Linked DNA regions of Ovis aries: all the other regions are linked to region 1. Evidence: chromatin contacts called from public Hi-C data. All regions are on one chromosome and are shown on one strand. Each heading gives the region's core, a stretch centred on a gene start, on an enhancer-like site or on the middle of the called end of the contact. The rest is flanking DNA. Distances are from core to core; before and after follow the strand shown.

Region 1 (4,045 bases), core at 593-3,092:
GGTCTACAAACCAACTGTATTTCACAAGGGCTTTCAAGGAGTTCTTTAAAGATTAGATAATAGTCTGTTGTCTTAAAAGGTAGCACCTGTGTTACACCACACCACATGCCAGCACCACTCCATGAAGCGGATTTGGAGTTGTAAAAAATAGATAATTCTGCAATATTGAAAATGTAGAAACTCAGTAGAAACATGTGAATGCCTGTTGTTTGTGTTAATGATGTAAGGCCTAAGTTTAAAGAATCTGATTTCATAATTAATAAAATGTCAAACAACTAACTTCTCCGAAGCAACAGTTCTGTTAATGCAGGAGGAGAAATGTGCGGGAAACAGAATAGCTGTCTAATTGAATGCTCTCCTCTGGATGACATGTACTCACAGGAGGTCTGCCTAATTTTGCTTCCGCTGCATGGATATGCATAAGCTTCCTTACAGCTCTAATGCTATGTTTTGAAACAATATAATAAGAGACTTCTGCTTTTCAAGGAGGGAAATGGGGACCCTTATCATAGCAAATGTGATTTTTAGAGTGCCATAAGATATCACTGTATCACCCCCAAAAGACTGTGCTTTATTTTTCAGTCGACTAAGCAGTATGTTCCTGGTAAGTCATAGAAATAGTAGTTAACTTATTAACTTGCATGAATGCTTTGCATTTTTCCATAAAAACGTTATGCTGGTATTGATGCTTAGTAAGCAGCATAAAAGACCACCCCTTCGTAGACTCCAGCATGGAATGAGGGTGTTTATCTATGTCAGGCGCATGTATGTTTTTTATGTCTGGAGTTGTCTTTGTGTGTGTATGTATGTATGTATGTATGTTTATTTTAAAAAGAGAAGTAGTGGATAACACCTATTGACAGTAAATGTCCTAGCAATCTAATTTGCCACCATTATTAAGACATTCTTTTGAAATGAGATTTCTACTGGAATGCCATTTAAAAAAAACAAAAAACAAAAGTGTTTGTTTTTTTTTCTGGCTCAAGAAACTTCCCAGCCCATGGAAACCAGAGCTGCGCCTGTAATGACTGCATTTGGAAAGGTTGCCCCCTAGTGTCCACATGTAGTCATCTCAGCCAGAACTGTCCTAGGTTGTACCAGTGATGGTTAGTATCCGTCCACTGAGCACAGAATGACTGAATAGAGCATAAATAAGCCTACTCTTTCCTGAACAGTGTGAATCTACCACCTGCCAAAATTTCTGTAGCAAGCGATTGAACCTTTAGAAGAAAAAATTACCTTTTTTTCCCTGAGTATAAAGATAATGCATGTGCATAGAATTGATTTTAATATACAACATAGTTATAAAGGACAGAAATAACAGTAGCATCCTTTTTAAGGACCCTATACATAACAGTCAGTTGTTCTGTGGCCAGTAAGTGAAATAAAAAAATGCCTGACAGGCCTCTGCCATCACCTGGCTTTGTGGCCTCAGGGCAAATCATTAAAGCTCTCTGACCCTCATATTCCTCATCTGAAAAACAAAGAAGATGCGTGTGATGGCTGATCTGAAGAGCCCCTCCAGTTCTTAAAGTCTGCCATTTATAGAAAATCACTGTTCATCTGCTAGAGCATGGAGTGGCTTTGTAAGCTTTGCACTGCAATGCGTTGGACTACAGTGACCTTGATGTTCCCAGAGCACATATCAGGGAGGTGCCTATTTATTTCAGAGCAAACCAGGCTGTGAAGTATGTATGCACCTACTGATGATAGGAATCAGGAATATCACGGACCAAGCCCGCAGGTGATTTTTAGAATAACACCGGAGCTTTGTCAGAAAAGGCTCAGTCTATTAGTCCACGGACTGTTTAGCTCAGGAGGAAGAACCTCTGTCTTCAGTAGCTGCTGTCTCCTGCCAGGCTGGATTTCACTTTAAAATGCCACAGTGTCTTACCTTTGAGGATTTGAGCACCTCGTGCAGCTGTCAAGGACACAAAGAATAAATACCTGCTCTTCACCACTTCTGCACAGAGCAGATGTCTTTAAATCTGTGTGTGTTTGATTTTGCTCATTCTCTTAAATTCATTTTAACTGTGGGAGTATCTGGAGTTCGCTCGAGAAGACAGCAATTTTATTTTCTCTCTGCCTTGTTCTTATAGTCGTAGCATGAAGGATGGCTATGAAAAATCTGGGGAAATCTAAATTGGCAGTGTGAGAGCTACAGAATATGATGTGCTTGGAATTTCTACACCATAGGAAAAGAGCCTCATAAATATAGATGTGCATTCCTATAATATCATTCTCCAGCATTCCATTGTACAGCCAAATGGCCAAATTTGAATGAATAAAATATCGCCCCTTTAGCTCACATTCGAGTCTAACAGTAACTCCATTCATTGCCATAAGTAACACGGACTCAGTTTAGGCACAGAGGTTCCACTCTCCCCTCTGGTTATTATCTCAGTGCATATAAAGAATCCGTGGATATGTAAAAATATACATATCTATTAAAATACATCTGTCTACAGATGGAAGAAGTGGTAATAGTTTATTTCCCTGGAAGCTTAAGGGCAAGCTCATCTTAACGGTCTGGTTTTGAGTGACTGCTTGTGTCACAGTTCTTCCCAGGACAATGCCTGAGTAGTGGGCAGAAAAAAAGTCACCAAAAAGCCATATTTATCCCTGTATTCAATTCATTTGACATCTGAGATGGCAGATAGGTTTGGACAGTCATCTTTTAGATGTCAATAAATCAGACGAAGTATCCAGCAGCCTCGTCCCCTCTGAGTCAGCTGAGGGAAAGATTTGGAGCGGGAACCACAGATCAGGTACAAGAGCCTTGCCCTTGAGAGCCTGGGGCTCAGTCACCATGGCCTTGGCCCTGCAGCCCTGCCCTGGCCTGTAACCACTGCAGGGTGTGTCTGCGAGGACAGGCCTTTGTCTGGACAGAGAGGCTGCCTTCCTGTCCCTGGATGGTGGCTGTCACTTTTTGCATGACCTGGGTCCTCCCCTCCTCCTTCCCTCGCCCTCCTCCCAAGCTCCCTAACCAGCAGCCTGAATTTGGTTTCTCCGGAGGAATTTTAAATCAGCTGCTTTATGGAGATGCTCATTGTCATTCTCAAAGGCAACAGCATTGTGTTTCTTTTGCCAGGATGAACGTATCCGTGGCATAAATCAACCCTCAGATACACACACATTCTCATTCCCTCCTCTCCCTCTCCCTCCTTTCCAATCTCCTCCATCCTGCCCCCGTCAGCTGTTGTACCTGCCATCAGGGCTGCAGATTCTCCTCCCTGGGCCTCCTGTCTGCCCCCTTCACCCTCCTCTCAATTTTCCACTTTAACTCTCAACTTTGTTTCTTAACGTCATGCTCTCCATTTCCCCAGCTTTGTCCCGCGTACCTTATTTCACCTGTTCTTATCACATCTAATATTTTTCCCCCATTTTCTCTTTCATTTTCCTTTGGTAGCCACGATAACCATCCCATCTTTGGAGTTTATTTCAATATAAGTAATGTGAACTTGACATCCATGTTCTAAAAAGGACTCTAACAAAAACAAACAGAAAAATCAGCACGTTCATTCTTTTTGTGATGGTGGCCAAAATCCTAACGAAAGAGCATTAATGTATTAAGCTTAGTCTCCTTGGGAACTCATTAAAGAACTATTCTTTCCATTCTGAGTAGAAGAAATACCCTCATTTTAGATATTCAAGAACATTGGTAGATGGCAGACCCTGACACAGGAGGCCTCATTCTAGGGTGATTGGATAAAAGTTTTTAGCTCTTTACCAGCACACTCAGAGAAGAGATAACTGGTCAACCAAAGGCTGGGCTGGGAGTTGCAGGGGGAGCCCCTGCGCAGACTGTGACTAGGATGCGGGAGCTCTTCCTGCCCCTCCTGCCCAGGCCCCCATGCATCTCCCACAGGGCAGCAAGAGTGCCACAGGGCCTGTGGCTTTGTTACACCATGTCCTCTTGTCTAACACCATCGGCTGTTCTAACTGTGCCTGCTTATTGATCTGCTTAGAGTAGACACTAACTGCCGCTTCCTGCTAAACTCATTTTAGAAGACACCCTATTGCAGCCTTCTCCTCCCTGAAACCC
Region 2 (4,045 bases), core at 688-3,187, 350 kb before region 1:
CTAGAGGACAGGCTCAGCAGTTGTTGCGCATGGACTTAGTTGCTCTGAGGTATGCAGAATCTTCCTGGATCAGGGATTAAACCATGTCTCCTGCACTGGCAGGCAGATTCTTTACCACTGAGCTACCAGGGAAGCCCAAGAATTCATGTTTTGATGTTTTATTTTGTTGGCTTATGTTAGCATCAGATTTCTTGATTGTTTTTGGTTTGCAAGCTCGTTTTCAGAGAAAGGTTCTTTTTCTCTGGGGCTTCCCTCGTAGCTCAGCTGGTAAAGAATCCACCTGCAATGCAGGAAACCCCCTTTGGATTCCTGGGTCAGGAAGTTCCCCCAGAGAAGGGATAGGCTACCTACTCATGGGCTTCCCTGGTGGCTCAGATGGTAAAGAATCTGCCTGCAATTCTGGAGACCTGGGTCTAATCTGGCTCTACCTCCTTCTGATTATCAATTTTGAGGGTAGGCCTACCAGGATTGACCCCCAATTCAGGACTCCTGTCCCCTGGTGATTTGGGGAGAGCCCAGAGCAAGCTCAGTTTCTACTTCTTTCTGCTTCCCTAGCCCTGATGCTCCCCTAAAGCCTAGGACCTGGGTGGTGAGGAGCAACAAGTTTAGATGTGCACCAGGGACACTGTCCCCAGGCCTTGCAGTCCAACGGTGAACTTGCTCTGGTCTTCCATGTTACCTGGAGCAAAACTGGTCTATAACTTCAGTATCCCACTTACCTTTCAAAATTTCTTTGACTTTGGTTCTTACATTTTCTAACTGCTATGCATTTGGGACAAAGAGTTATCTGGACTGGATGGCCACTGCGTAGTCATGTTGCTGTGATTTTAAAAAAGATATTTGTTGTTCAGGAAAAAAATGTATTTAAATGTACATCTTCAAGACTACAAAAGCCATCTACAGAGCTTAACTCACTTCCCCTTAGAAATTCCACAAAACAACTTTTTTTAAAGCATGCTGGAAGGCAGACAAGACACAACAGAAACGGTTAAAACAATGGGTACAAAGTATTCACAACCCACAAAGCAGTTAGGTAACATGCGAAGAGCTGACTCATTGGAAAAGACTGATGCTGGGAGGGATTGGGGGCAGGAGGAGAAGGGAACGAACGATAGAGGATGAGATGGCTGGATGGTGTCACCGACTCGATGCACATGAGTTTGGGTGAACTCTGGGAGTTGGTGATGGACAGGGAGGCCTGGCGTGCTGCAGTTCATGGGGTTGCAAAGAGTCGGACACGACTGAGCAACTGAACTGAATATGCAAAGACAATACATTTTCAGAATGAAAGTCCTACTTGCCAGAGCAGTAATCAGAAAGGAGCAAATGAGCTGTCTCTGATCATCCAGAAGTTTTCACGCGAGAAACAGAATTCTACAATTTGACCATGTGTTTTCTGTTTATGAACAAGCTCTGTAAAACTAGTTGATTTGAATTTAATTCCATTCACAAATGTTTATTGCGGTTAGTGCTAGAGAAACATAGCTGAGTAAAATAATCTCTTACTCCAGGAATTCACAATTGGGGACGGCAGGAAGAGACATACAAATAATTACGTTTTGAAGGGATGAGTTATAACTGACGGGATTGAAACATCATGATGTTATATCATCATAGCGGGTTGAGTATATTATAAGGGTCTACACATCTGGGCATGGGTGTGGGAGCAACAGTTAATTGTGTTGCGTGGCTGACAGGGAAAGTTGCAATTGTGCCTGTCGTTGGAGTTTAGGTGAAGGCGTCCCCCTAACGGCTGAAGGCTGATCCGCGGTAGGGACCAGGGCCGGGCAGGATTTTAACCCCGCGCCAAGAAGGTCAAGCGAGGCACGCGATCGACTTGGAGGAGTCCTATCGCCGGCACCCGCTGAGGTTAGGGGTTCGCCGGCCGCCAGGGGGCGCCGCGGCCTCGCGCCGTGCGGGCTGTTGCGTTTCCGGGCACCGGGGCCTAGCGCCGCCATCCCGGTCGGGCGCGTCCCCGCTGCGCGCGGCGAAACGTCGGCCGCTCCCGTTACCGAGGCAACCGCGGCACCTCCTCCGCGCCGGCCCGGATCGTCTCTCCGCGCCATTTTCAAACTGTCCTAGCGCTGAAGCCGGTGTCTGGGCGGAAGGAGCCAGCGAGGGAGGCGAGGCGCGAGGGAAGATGCGACCGCAGGCAGAGGGAGCGGCGGCCGGGGCTGCGGGTGAGCGCGGCGCGGGGCGGGAGGGCTGGGCTGGGCCCGGCGGCGCCTCCGCCTCCCGGGCGGTCCCCGCGGGCCTGGCCCGGGCGCTGCCGGGAGGGAGGCCGCGCGGCCTCGGGAGGAAGTGGGCCCCGGGCGGGCGGCCGGGGCGCGGAGTTCGTGTCGCCTCGCTGCGGACACCTCCTTCCCTTCAACACCCGACAGCGAAACTGCGGCCCGGAGGTCGGCCTGGGGTTGCCCGGGCTCCTGTTTCCTCCCGCCGCGATCGCCGCGGGTCTGTGCGGTTCCAGCAGATCCGCCTCCTACAGACTGATGGGTTGATTTAAAAGTTAAAATACCCTTTCGTATAAGAATCATACAGGCTCTTTGTAAAACAAAAGTGCCCCAAAGCCTAGGACGAGTCATTTATTAACCTTTGTCCAGCACCTTAGTAAACATCCCCTCTTCCACTCTCTACTGTTTTTAGTTCAGTGAGGGAGGACTCGCGAGATAACCTAGTTAATGTTGGTTTGGGGTGTTTTGTTTTTCTAGCCCTTGTGCATATATATTATATACATAGGAGATTACGCACACACACACACACACACACACACACACACACACACACGCACAGGATACTTTTGTAAAAATAAGGTGCACTGGCTTTCAGACGTAAACTCCCCAGAGTTAAGCCAGCGGGTAGTTCCAAAAACGTTTGCTTGGAGGATCTCCAAACCTTACCTTTTATGTGGTTCTGCTGGAAACCTTTCGGTATGGCCGCAGTGTTGGGATGATGTAGATGGGCGTGTTGTGTTGGTGGTGAAGGACAGCAGCCCATGCATGGGTGGGGAAAGCCTAATACATGTTTTTTTGTCCTTCCTGGGAGGATTTTAATCTTTTTCATCTGTCGTATCTTTTTTTTTTTTTTTTTTTAATACTTACTCATATTGTCTCTCAGAAGGATGTGAGGGTGTATTTGGGGTAACCAAAGTTGGTACCAGACAAAAAAAAAGACATGTTTGAATTGTGAGGCCCTGCTAGTTCTTCGGAGAAGGCAATAGCACCCCACTCCAGTACTCTTGCCTGGAAAATCCCATGGATGGAGGAGCCTGGAAGGCTGCAGTCCATGGGGTCGCGAAGAGTCGGACAGACTGAGCGACTTCACCTTCACTTTTCACTTTCATGGATTGGAGAAGGAAATGGCAACCCACTCCAGTGTTCTTGCCTGGAGAATCCCAGGGACAGGGGGAGTCTGGTGGGCTGCCGTCTCTGGCGTCGCACAGAGTCGAACACGACTGAAGCGACTTAGCAGCAGCAGCTAGTTCTTGGTCCGACAGGTGCCCTTCTGACTTCTTCAGGACTTTTTCTAGAACACCCTGCATCAGTCAGGTCCTTCTTGTGGAAGGAACCAGAAAGAACCTAGTATGGAATGGGAACGTCATTCAGAGAAAAGGCTAACAAGAATGTGGAGGAGAGATTTGTAGGAAGGAGTTATCAAGGAGTGGTACTAAGTTGAGGCGGCATAATACAGAAACCTGAGTAGTGGGTCAGGACTCAGGAGACCTGACTGCCCATCTTCTTAGTGGCCTTGTGATTTGGAAAAAGTGACTCTCTCTAGGCAGCCTTTCCTCATCTTTGAATGTGGAGGGTGTCCTTGACCCTTTTCCCGTCATAGTAGTTGTGAGGATCAAATTTTGCATATATTCATATCCATGCATGTTTTATATAAATTGTGAAGAGCAATACCAATGTAAAACAAAGTTCTTGTTTGATTTAGAAATATGAGTACTAGGATCATATTTACCTGGCAAAGTTAGAAAGGAGCATTTTTTTTAAAGAAGGGATCTTTGGATAACTCCATTTTAGGGTGCATTGATAGATGATATATT
Region 3 (4,045 bases), core at 759-3,258, 260 kb before region 1:
GAGTTGGACACGGCTGAGCAGCTTAACTGAACTGAGAACTATGGGTTTAACTATATAAGTTCATTCTCATATTCTTGAATCTATAATCTCTAATATAGCAGTTAAATAAATGGTTAAGTATTTTTAAAATTCTTACTGTTCTGCACCTTTAGTTTGTATTGCAGTATGGTCTCTGAAAATCCACGTGTTACATGTCAAAAGTGGAACAGCAGGCTGATATCCCTGTTTGATGTACCACTCTGTTACTATAGCCCTGAATGTAGTAATTAGGAAGCAGTGTGTTTGAAAAGTGAGGGGAAAAACAGCACCCATCAAAAGTGGTGCCTGATAGCTTCTGATTTCTGAGGCCCATGAGACACAAAATCCATTAGAGCTAGGAATGCTCTAATATTAGTATAAATTCTCTAGAACGCTTTCAATAATTTATGAATGTATAATCTGGTGTTCCTTGCTCTGCAAAATTAAAATACTTTAGACCAACACTTGATTTATATAAATTTGAATTTTTATAGCATGTGTATTCATGTCCTTGGCAAGATTATAATATGTCAAGAAAAAGACCTCAGTTATATGTTCTACACAGACTTGGTTTTTGGCTTCTAGTACTACTAGATCAAATCAAGGAGAACCTGCTCAAGCCTTCACAAAACTCTTCCTTGTGCTTATTTGGAATAAAGCAGACATCATTTGGGAGAAGGAAGCGGCCACTCACTCCAGTATTCTTGCCTGGAGAATCGACATAGGATGGTGGTGGGCTGCCATCTATGGCTTAGCAGCTAAGTCACTTCAGTCGTGTCAGACTCTGTGCGACCCCACAGACAGCAGTCCACCAGGCTCTGCCATCCCTGGGATTCTCCCGGCAAGAACGCAGCAGCAGACATCATTTAGAATATGCAAATACTGAACAATGATCTATATTTACAAAAATGCACAACCATATTCTGGTAGTTAATTAAAATGTTCATCTAGAACAATCCATTTGGATGAGGCAGTATGCACTAGATTTTTCCACTGTCAAAGCTGCTTCTTTAAGTCAGGCACCCATATTAAAATTAGCAGTCCTGTTTTTGGCACTGGGACATCTGACTTAAGATTGAGCACCTGTTCGAATTACCCCTCATCTTCTGCATCTTTTGTCACAGAGGACTTATTTTTTGCTTTGTTTTCAATTTCTTTATTAATAGTGATACAAAATTGTTTTTAGCATCTCTGCATGCATTGTGAAGGAAAGGATCACCAGAAATGGATTTCCAAGTTCCATCGAAATAGTCATAGCAAAACATACGGGGGGAAAAAAAAAGGCTTATTAGTGCTTCCAGTTAAGCCACAAAAGGAAAACATAGTTTTCTTAAAATATCAAAGTCAATATTTAATTTCATTCTGGCTGGGAACAATAACGCCCAATGTCAGCGTCACTCTGCTCAGATGTACAGCCACTCCGCAAAGCAATTTCGAGCCTTTCTACTTTTGTGTGGCATCTTGCAACTTGTTTGACTTTCAGGAGTCCCCATGCCATTCTTATGGTCGGGGCTCTGCAGGGGAAAACTCCCTAGGGAGTCCAGGTCGCTCCCCTAGTCTCTCGCTCATCCCGGTACCGGGGGCCGGATTTGCACCCCGTGGAGGGTGATAACTGATGGTCCCGAGTTCCTATCCCACGTAAGCCTCCCTGTGAGCCCATTACAGTAACCTCAGACCCCACAGGTCAGCCGGGCCATCCCCGGCGGTGGTGGAGAGGACACTGACCAATCCCACGCCCTTGCCTGTGATCAGCTCCGATTTCTGGGCACCACCACCCCCAGGGGAAGGGAGCCGTCCAGCGGCTTCTTTCCTGGAGGGCTCGAAAGGAAACCGGGCTCTCCAGTCCCCGTGGCAGGGCCCGGCGGTTCAGGGGCGAAGCCGGGCGGGGCCGCGGCGGGCGCGGGTCCGAGCGCCCGAGGCGCGGGCGGAGCATGTGACCACGCCGCGCGGGGCCGGGCTCGCAGTGCCGCGCGGCGGCGGCGGCGGGGAGAGCAATGGAGGCCGTGGCCGCCTGAGAGGCGGGTGCGCTGCCGGTGCTGCTGCGGAGGCTGCTGGTGCCGCGGGAGCGCCGCGGACATTGCACTGGCGCCTGCCGCCCGCGCGGGATCGCCACCGCCATCTAGCCACTTTCCCAGCCCCGGCTCCCGGCCGGGACGTCAGGTGAGCGCTCTCCCGGCCCGCGGCCGGAGCCAGACAATGGGTGCAGCGGGCGGGCTTCTCCCTTTCCCTGGCGACCCCCGGCCCAGGCCCCCGCGGCGGCCCGGGATTCCCGACCTTGCCCCTGCCCTGGGTTAGTGGGCTCGGCTGGGCGGGTCGTGGACTCCGGGGCGGTGTCCCCGCGCGTGCAGCGTGGACTCTCCCCGAGGCACCAGGCGCGTGGTGTGCGCGGCTCTGGATCCCACGCGAGGAACCTGCGGACGGGCTGCGCCCCCGGTAACTTGCCGAAAGCGTGGGACCTTTAAATTCCCTCTGTCCTTCCCGCGCCGCGGCATCCGGTCCTGGGGTCTCCGGCTCGGGTCCCGGCTGTGGCGGGGGTCAAAGCGAGACCTCGCCGTTTGGGATCTCGGGCGCTGACCGGGGCTCAGCCCTGCCTCCCACCGCCACCACCCCCCGCAACTGCATTGCTTTGTTTAACCTCTGCCGAGCCATTTCGCACAAACTCTTGTTGCTCCAATTCTGATGAGCCACCAGTTTGATGGCTGAGGCAAGACAAAGGTTTCCCCTGTTTACAAGGGCTGCAGCCGGGACACTGCACGCTGCCAGTGATGTAAAAATGTGTTTTCCTTATCTTCTCCCCCGGGTTCTTGCGATGGTTTTCCTGGTTCTATAACCGTTCTTTCTTGCAGAGCTCTGTAGTGGCGAGATTGGACCTCCTAGCCCTACCGAGACGGTGGGTGGGGAATGGCTTTTATTCCTGCTTATCAGTAAACAGAAGGGCAGAGGGTTACATTTGAGGTGTTCTCAGAATAGAGGCATCGTAATTCTACATTTTAAGAGACAATACAAAAAAAAATGTTTAAAGGACACATGGATTCAGTGGATGGGCGGGGTGGCAGGGGGCAGAAAACCTAATAACTGTGAACATGTGTTGTGAAATTTTAATATGGTTTTAAGAATAATGGCCCGGAAACTGATCTGGTGTAGGTGAGGGAGTGCGTGTGTGAGGAGGGGTGGTGTTGCTGGAGAGGGAGTGGTTAGAATACAAAGAATAAGGCAATGTCAGTAAAAGGTTCTTAGTCAATATCCTGTAGCAAATTTTCAGTTCATCAAGTTGTCATTAAATCATCATTCTTCTGTAAAAATCACCTGTAGTAGTTGTTGAATTATATATAAAATGGCTAACAATTATTTGGCATTGTAATGTGACTCAGGAATCTGAAAACAACAGTCAATTTTGAGTAATTTTAAAAAATCAACAAAGGAAAGATGCTTCCACCACTCCCGCCTTTATTCTCTGAGAAAACTGAATCCTGGTTGGATATATTCAACAAAAAATTAACCTGTAAGAAAAAAAAATTTCAAAAGCAGGGTTTTTTTAAGAAACATTTTTGAAAAATGCATCTTACATAAGTGATATGGATGATTTCATTACTCCAACTCAAATATGTGAAGGGAAGAAAATCAAGGCTACTAGATTGCCCTTTTCCAGTATTAAAATGTAGTTTCTTCCAAACCCCTATATTTACAGTCACCTCTGAAATGGAGAAACTTTCACTCTAAAGACTTAGCAGTCACTTAGCACTGAATTTGGAGTTGGGAAGATAATACTGACTTGACATACTTAGGCAGTTGGCTTGAGAAACAAAAGCTTCCATTGAGGGAGGGGATGTAAGTATACTTACGGCAGATTCACCATTGTTGTACAGCAGAAAACAACACAACTTGTAAAGCAATTATCCTCCAATTAAAAATAAAATTTTAAAAAGTAAAAAAGAAAGCTTTCACATAGTTCTTTGCAAGCTATAAAGCACTGTAATAAATGTAAGTTATTATTATTGCTAGATGAGGAAGTTGTATTTTACAATTT

Evidence for each region. Hi-C and Micro-C count contacts between places; a contact is called where the count stands out from the background.
Region 2: a Hi-C map of hypothalamus shows a contact between it and region 1, with 5 times the contacts expected there. The contact joins the promoter of CEP135 here to the enhancer-like site in region 1. A contact is called at or near these places in 5 of 16 Hi-C or Micro-C datasets (blood, hypothalamus, liver and 2 more).
Region 3: a Hi-C map of hypothalamus shows a contact between it and region 1, with 6 times the contacts expected there. The contact joins the promoter of CRACD here to the enhancer-like site in region 1. A contact is called at or near these places in 4 of 16 Hi-C or Micro-C datasets (hypothalamus, skin fibroblasts and tail adipose tissue).

Annotation. Positions count from the first base shown.
Region 1 is chr6:72,438,334-72,442,378 of ARS-UI_Ramb_v3.0, forward strand. The region is part of intron 3 of CRACD (capping protein inhibiting regulator of actin dynamics); the gene reads left to right. Among named protein-coding and RNA genes, the nearest start is that of AASDH, 71 kb to the right of the region's middle. Within about 2 kb of position 1,843, at least 7 of the 54 cell types and tissues checked have an H3K27ac peak or open chromatin away from gene starts, as enhancers often do. A contact at or near this core is called in hypothalamus, where this site is marked.
Region 2 is chr6:72,085,705-72,089,749 of ARS-UI_Ramb_v3.0, forward strand. CEP135 (centrosomal protein 135) reads left to right here and starts at 1,938. Exons shown (of 25, transcript XM_060417123.1): 1 at 1,938-2,180.
Region 3 is chr6:72,181,584-72,185,628 of ARS-UI_Ramb_v3.0, forward strand. It overlaps CRACD (capping protein inhibiting regulator of actin dynamics), which reads left to right and starts at 2,009. Exons shown (of 10, transcript XM_060417128.1): 1 at 2,009-2,178.